Linked DNA regions of Hordeum vulgare: region 1 is linked to region 2. A link is a contact called in public Hi-C data. All regions are on one chromosome and are shown on one strand. The core of a region is the stretch at or near the end of the contact, and the rest is flanking DNA. Distances in the headings are between cores, read along the strand shown.

The links. Hi-C and Micro-C count contacts between places; a contact is called where the count stands out from the background.
Region 1: a Hi-C map of leaf shows a contact between it and region 2, with 1.9 times the contacts expected there. The contact joins the promoter of LOC123453022 here to the promoter of LOC123453020 in region 2. A contact is called at or near these places in 3 of 6 Hi-C or Micro-C datasets (leaf and seedling).

What each region holds. Positions count from the first base shown.
Region 1 is chr5H:562,600,252-562,604,237 of MorexV3_pseudomolecules_assembly, reverse strand. LOC123453022 (ras-related protein RABE1c-like) reads right to left here and starts at 2,715. Exons shown (of 9, transcript XM_045129779.1): 1 at 2,532-2,715; 2 at 2,341-2,432; 3 at 1,491-1,563; 4 at 1,287-1,387; 5 at 1,127-1,192; 6 at 953-1,050; 7 at 599-661; 8 at 330-422; 9 at 1-243. The coding sequence starts at 2,413. The coding sequence ends at 166.
Region 2 is chr5H:562,316,180-562,320,250 of MorexV3_pseudomolecules_assembly, reverse strand. It overlaps LOC123453020, which reads left to right and starts at 2,486. Exons shown (of 5, transcript XM_045129778.1): 1 at 2,486-2,791; 2 at 3,465-3,713; 3 at 3,815-4,071. The coding sequence starts at 3,657.

The DNA of each region.
Region 1 (3,986 bases), core at 1,466-3,965, 280 kb before region 2:
TTCCACCGATACTGCAAGTAATTGCTCTGACTTAACACCAATTTGTCCAGATCCTAACAACAGCAATAACTTAAATAACACAACGAAACCAGCACACAAAGAATGGAATGACAAGAATTACAAGCACCGTGTCGCAACTATCTCTTTTCCCGTGGCGACGACGGTTCAAGACCCACAGCAAGCCGACTTCTGTCCTGCTGCTGCACTGGCATCACCCTCCGTGTTGATCTTGATAGTTCCCCCCTGAAACCAACGAGGTTACTGTAAGGCACTGCCCAGTTGTGGGAATCGCAAAGATGTTTTCAGAACTATGGGAATGATTGGGATACCTCAGGCTTGGAATCAGCCTCCGAGAGTCTCTGCTTGATGTCTCTTGCAATAGAGAAGAAAACCTGCTCGACATTCATGTTTGTCTTTGCACTCTGCAGGGACAGTAATATATAAAGGATTATGTGTGGGAAACAAATGCTAAGGTATCAGCAGTTGGGCACCACTGCTTAGAAATATGCCATACAAATAAATCAACATAAAACTTCACTACTGTGCAGCGATTAAATGCTACATATAGCAAGGTAGAAGGGTTGTGACTTTCACTAACCGTTTCAAAGAACTGGATCCCGTATTCATCGGCCAGGGCCTGGCCCTTTGAAGTGGGAACAGCCTGCATCAAAGCAATTGAGCATTTAAGAGAGAGATGAATGTAAACTGTAAGGATAATAATGCTGAGCATGTTTTCTTTTTTGTTTGCATCACATCTAATTGTATCAGAGTAACATATGTGCAGCTTAAATCTATTTTAACAAGTAGTAACATCTGCACAGCCTGAATATAATTCGGTGAATTATCTATTTTCTGCATTGCATACGAAACAAACTAGTCCGCAACACGAAGTTAAGATGAAACGACTACAGAAAAAACATGGCTAGAAACAAGTCAAGATAAAAGAGTATACCCTTTTGCTTTCATCCATATCCGCTTTGTTCCCCACCAAAATTTTGCTCACGTTATCTGAAGCATGTTGTTCAATGTTTTTGATCCAATTTCTTATGTCTGCGAACAAAGGAGATAATCAGAAAACGTAACAAAATTGAAAGAGAATCTGAAGCACAAAGGTTCAGGTCGTTACTATTGAATGACGACTCGTCCGTGACATCATAAACAAGTAAAATGCCCATGGCTCCCCTGTAGTAGGCTGCAAAGAAGAATATCACATTTTACAAACTTCATCAATATAATCAAGAGAAACCAGAAACACTCTTGCTTTTGCTCAAGGCATGCAACCATACCAGTAGTTATAGTCCGAAAGCGTTCTTGGCCAGCAGTATCCCAGATCTGCAACTTAATCCGCTTGCCATCCAACTCAACAGTCCTTATCTTGAAGTCAATGCTGTTTCAAGAAACCCACGGTCATTTTTCATAACTTTCCACAAGCATTCCAATGCAGAATGATAATTTCCAACCAGATATTTTGTGACTTGTACAGTACATACCCAATAGTGGTGATGAAGCTAGTGGTGAAGGAGCCATCTGAGAACCGTAGGAGCAGACAACTTTTTCCAACACCTACATAGGTAAATAGAATTTGTGAGTGATTGCTAATGGAGCACCATACAAAGCTACAGCCCACGCCACAAAACCTCAATGCTGGAATCCAGAAGTATATCAACTGGGAATACTCAAAGAAGATGAGCCAAAGCAAAGATATAATTAGATAAGCCATGAAGGATTCTCTAGACACGAAATCAAAGAAATTATGTGTAAAGCTATGCATCAGTTACCCGTTCCACATCAATCAATATGAAAACAAGAAGAGCATAGGTAACCAAAACATAGAGGTATGGTAAGGTGACAGAAACAGGGGCAAAGCTAGTGGTTTGCTTCGTCCTGATTCAGTTACTTCTACAGTTAAGAGGGAAGAGACATGCAATTCGTTATTTTACTTATATTTCATACCAACCATGCAATTTTGTTAGAACCAGGGCAAGGCCGTTACATGAACAAAAGTTTCTTCCTGACTCCATATGTACCTAACTACATCATTGCTTGCATCAGTTAGTTCTGCGATTACAAACATAGCTACTATTGCTTGTATATGTGCGAGCAGGAACAAGCTACTCTTCTCACAGAGCACACACCATCCATCCAACAAACACAAGAGTCTAGGTTCTACCGCCCTTCCAAATTTCACACGGGCACACAGCAGCCTTCGCAGAAAGTGATCTAGGGCACCAGATCCCAACCGGCGCACCGAAATCAAACCGCCTAACAAGCCGCCAGATCCCGCGCGGATCGAGAGGCGGAGACGGGGGCCAGGGGGGGGGGGGGGGGGGGGGGGCTCACCGCTGTCGCCGATGAGGAGGAGCTTGATGAGGTAGTCGTAGTCGGCCCGAGCCCTGGCCGGCGGCGCCGCCATCGCGCCCTAACTCCCGGGCCTAACAAAAAGAAGAAGAAAAAAACCGCGGCGAAATTAATAAATTAGATCGGCGCAGCCAACGGGGGGCGAAACGAACGGCGCGGACGGACGGACGGACCGAGCGAGGCGGGGACGGCGTCGCTCGCGCGCGTGCTCCGATGCGGCGGCGGCGTTCGCTCGATCGATCTCGGCTTCGTCTGTCTCTCTCTCCCCGCGCGAGCAGCGGCGCGTGGGAGGGGCCGGAGAGGAGGGGAGGGAGGAGAGGGGGGCTGGGCTGGGTTGGGTTGGGTTGGGTTTGATCGATCGATCGGCGGCGCGGGGTGGTGGTGGTGGTGGTCGCACAGAGGGGGCGTGCTAGATTAGCCAGGCCCATTTGGCGGCTAATACTGCTTCTTCTTTTTCTTCTCCTTTTCACCTTTTACCGTTTCCTGATTTTTATTTGGTCTTATTTTTTACCCTTTTATTTATTTCCTCTTAATTTTTATTTTTATTTCCTAATATTATTTTTATTCAATAATATTTGTGAAGGTACACGATGCACATTTTAAAAAGATGCGACAAACGTTCCCTTTTTCATTTTTGTAAATACAGTACTTCTTACACATCTACAATTCTAAAGGTGCATGGTGAATCTTTTGGAAAAAAAATTTGAGGGGAAATCTTTGAAATATACGATAATAATTTCTAGCACATAATGGAAAAAGTTAAATACGTGATGAACAATTTTTAAATATCTACTACGCCCTTCGTCTTAAAATATAAGACGTTTTTTTACACCAAGTATCTTCCATTTACTTATCGATTGAGGTTATTAACCGAGCTTGATTACTACTCCGTCCTTTTCGGTTTATAGAAATCAAATCTGAAATCTCATCAACCAAGGTGAATTGTGAGTGGATGGTACTAGTTTTAACTAGCCAATGGAATATTTGTCACATTTTGAATTTCTGAGGCAATAAATGTAGCATCCTCCCTTTCATTGGACTTGCATGGTACATGTAAAAAAAGATGTATGCATAGCCACTAATTTTCTTTCTCTTATATCTATAAATTAAATATGACATGATATTCAAATCACTTTAACTTAATTAGACTCAAAATGAGCCTAATATAATGAAAATCTGAAATTTTTGAGATGAGTCATATAAACCCGAAAGGAGGAAGTAAGATCCATGTATTGGAAGGGGATTTCCTAAAAAATGTACTGGAAACCTTTACCCTTTTCCCTCCCCTAGTTCACTTAGGACTCATTGTTTCATTGATAGTAGTTCTTCGGTTTGGACAACAAGTCCACGAACATTGTAGTTCAACAGACTCGAATTGATGCTACTCATTAGGGAAACTAGGACACCTCTTATAAACAGGGGCATCACTCCAACATTTAACAGCGAAGAGTCGCCAGGGCAGTGGCAAGTGCAGCACACAACGGCAGGTACAAACAAGCGTAGAAGGTAAATCAAGATCCTTTGAACTAAGACGACCAGGCCGTCTCCGATGGCATCGTCGCTTGTTGTCGATGGCATCATCGCGCGCCTGCTTTCGATGGTATATCGGGGCCACTCCCCCCCCCCCC
Region 2 (4,071 bases), core at 1,237-3,736:
TTCATTTGATCATCAGTAGTTCACGTCCGTTATGCGTAGATCTTCCCCCTGTTATTTCTTGTACTCGTAAGTTTAGCCATCAAATATATGCTTAGCCGCTGCTGCAACCTCAGCACTTAATCATGCCTCACCCATTAAGCTTTGCTAGTCTTGATACCTTTGGAAATGAGATTGCTGAGTCCCCTGTGGCTCACAGATTGCTACAACACCAGTTGCAGGTACAGGTAAAGGTTACTTGAGCGAGCGCGTTGATTGTTCATTTGGAGTTGCTTCTTCTTCTTCTTCTTCTTCATCGATCTAGGATGGGTTCCAGGCCGGCAGCCTGGGATAGCAAGGATGGACGTCGTTCTTATTTTCTCGTTTGTTTTCGTCCGTAGTCGGACCCTGCTCTTACTCTTGATGTTTATGTAATGTACTGATGTGACTCTGATGTAGCTTGTGGCGAGTGTAAGCCAATTCTATTATATACCTCTTCTTTTCAGTACATGTACTTGTAACGATATCCATTCTTGCGACACGACAAGATGGCTTCTATCCCTGACGAGGCCTTCGTGCCAAATTGAGGATAGGGTCGCATCTTGGGCGTGACACACGGTTACGCACACAATTGGCATATTTTAATTAAACTTACTTTACGTTTGCTATAATCGGGAGTTAAACAAAGTTTCCAAGTTGCCACATAACTACGGGCACGACTCTCAGAAAGATTTAACCCTGCACGGATGCCCCAACTAGTCCATCACAAACTACCATAAGCTGCGTAAAATAAACTCAACCACGGAAAACCCGTATTCTCCTTGAAAATTCCGATGAAAAAACTCAACCTTGAGATAGCCCAAAGGGAGAGGGAAGGAGATGGAGGGCGCATCGGGGCTGGTCGTCGGTCGTGAGGTGATCCTTCGTGGTGGCATGGAGGCGAGGGGGAAGACAGACAAGCTCCTGGACGCTAGCGATGCGAGGAGGTGGCCTCATTCGGTGCCATGGAGGAGGAGGTCTGCTTGGGCAAGAGCATCATGAAAGAGCCTGTGAAGAGAATGAGGAGAGTGAGGGACTCGGCCGAATATACATGGACTTCACCTACCTTATACTTAGTAGTAGCCAGGGATAAAAACGCGCGCTACTACTATCAACTTAGTAGTAGCGTGGGTACCTCTTGCTATTACTATTGCATGTCCCGGGAAGCACGGTAGAGACCACTTAACAGTAGTGAGGGGTACAAACCCGCGCTACTACTATCAACTTAGTAGTAGTGAGGGTCATAACTAAACCCGCACTACTACTAAGTAGCCGCAGCGAGGGTTATAAAACTGCACTACTACTAAGTAGCAGTAGCGAGGGTTATAAACCCCCGCTACTAGTAAGTGTCTACCTATACACTTTTCCCTAGTAGTGTTGACCGACACCCCTCATATCCAGCCCAAATATGAGGCCGATATGGGGCGGCTCGGGCGCGACCAAGCACGTGCGCCACGTTGGAGTCGATCCACGTTGGCCCACCCCAATCCTAGATATATTCATCCACATCTGTTCCTCGGACCAGCCCCTAACCACTCCACTCCCTTCCCCTCCGCCCCAAGCTTATTTTCGGCGTTCTCTTGCCTTCTCCGACATGGCGGACAACGGATCTGAGTCCTCTGCCAGCCAATTTGCCAATTGGTACCTCATCCCAGTCGGGTCAGAGGAGGAGATAGTCATCTGCATTGCGTGAGGAGAATGCTCGGCAGTAGTCGGACTCAATCCGTCAGGAATCCATCACTTCCGTCCAAATGACGCGTGGAACCGGCGCACGACACGTCGTTGCAGCCTCGCCGGAGGCGGTGAGCTTCGTCTGACATCCAAACGCCATAGCGGACAGGCAATCCCTACGTCGACGCATCAAGTACGAGGACATGCACGACATGTCCGCCGAGTCCACGACACGGCATGCCTGTCGTGCGAGGTGGGGGGCGCGGGAGACCATGTCAGCTCTCGCGGTGGCCGACGTCGGCGAGGTGGAGTCGCTCTTGAGGCGATGCCTGCAACCCGAGCGGAACGGCCATGCAATGGTGGCTATGTTGGCCTCCACCAAACAGCACAAATCCATCATCAGCCTCGCATCAACGGGCACTGTAAAGGCTTTAGACTCTGACGAGTAAGAATAGTGTATGAGAGATGACGACACCACGAGCCTGTGAGCCGTGCGTGTCTCATATTCTATTCTACCTTGCTAGCGGCCGGGGTAACACTTCGAGGAGTGCAATCGCCCGCCGGACATAAGCATAAGCATGGCGTTGGCTCACGAGCTCTGCTTAGATTAGGTTTCGCGCTGCGTGTAATATATGGATTTGATTTTCCGTAATTGAGTATCCGATTGCGTTGATCAACGTTTGATGGGTTGGATTTGATGTGTTTAGCTGTAGATGCTATCGGGGAATTTTAAATGCAATCTGTAGAAGATTTTTCCGGATTTTCCCGTAGGTTTATCATTTTCGAGGTGGGGAGTGACGCCCGAGTCTGCCGTGTGCCAACCGCGTCCTCTGCTCGCCTCCACTCCACCAGCGTGGCGGGTGGCGGCGGCATCGCATCCGTACGGCCCTTCTCCAACCACCCCTTCTTCCCTTCCCCACGCCGTTCTTTCCTCTCTGCCACTCTCCCTCTCCATCCTGCCGGTGGCATCTAGTGCCGCAACCTACTCAACAGCCTGAAACTTCTTCCCCCCACGCCAACGGCGCTTCAGAAACCTGAAGCAGAGGCAGAGGATCCTCTCCATCTTCCGGCTGTCGACTGGTTGATTGCTGCCTGGGATAGGAAGGTAAACCTCGCCGCTGTTTTGCAACTTCTTCTTTCCATTTCTTGGCTGCCTCCTCTACTTCGTATCTATCAATCTATCTATCTATACATGTGCCTGTGCGATCTTGATATATCGGTGTTCTTGGAGAGCCTACTCCAGTTCTTGACAATTGTCGTCTGCATACTGCCGAAATCTTTTGCCTTTAATTAAGTTTCCTCCTCTCAATGACGCCTGTTCTTTAAACTTGTCAGATTCCTCTGAATTCCCAGTCGTCCAGTTGTTCCCGAGACAGTATAATTTTTGTTTATGTGTCAGTCTCTTGCTGTGATTCTGAATCGGCGGTTACTCACCGATTTTCTTTCTGAAAAAGATGGTTACATGGTGACTGGATGGGAAACCAGTGTTAGTTTTCTTACCTAATTTTGCCTACCTTCCCCTGCAAATTTTTCCCTATGGCTTTACCCAGTTAGTTATCCAACAGCCTTCTTTCTTTTTCTCAAAACAGAGGCTGGCACAACGGATCCGTACAGCTCATGAGCGTCATCTTTGCAGTTTGTTTGTTTCCTCTTATCTTTACCGCTGCAGAAACCAATTTTTTGTCCTCCTGCAGCACTAGTTTGACTCCAATCAATGACACTCATCCAAAGTTGCTCAATATCTGCTGATTGATTTATTGATTGTATATATGATGCAGTGCTAGCTAGCTGCCAAGACGGCTCCACCTCGGCCTCTCGCGACTGGCTCCGGCTCTTCCCGGCGCCCCGGGTCACTCTGGCCTTCCTCGTCGTGCCCCCGATCCGCACACTGAATAATGGGGCGTGGGGGGCACAGGAGCACGCCATCTCCGCGCCGTCGCTGCTGCCGCGGAGAGCCTCTCCCTTAGACAATGGCCAAGATGAGCTGCTTCTCCATCCTGCTCACCGGCCGGAGGCAGAAACGAGTGGTACATGTTTGAATGGTTTTGTGTACGTGTATGAGTTTGGATCGATGAAGTTTGGTTAGTTGATTTGATTTTGTGTGTGTACTCTGTACTCTGTTCAGCAGGTTGGTGATGCCGGCAAGGGTGCTGGAACTGGGAACGAGAGCCCCAGGGCGAAGCCGGTGGCGGTGGAGTCTACTGACGCGCTGCCGCAGCCGGTTGCCGCTGCCGTTGTGGACAAATGCGGCGATAAGATCGTCGCCGATGTGGTCATCGTGGTGGCGCACAAGGCCGGCGAGGCATCGCCGGTGAAGAGGGACAGCTTGTCTGACGACTTCGAGTTCGACTTCCACCCGCACCCCAACAAGCCCGTCGTATCCGA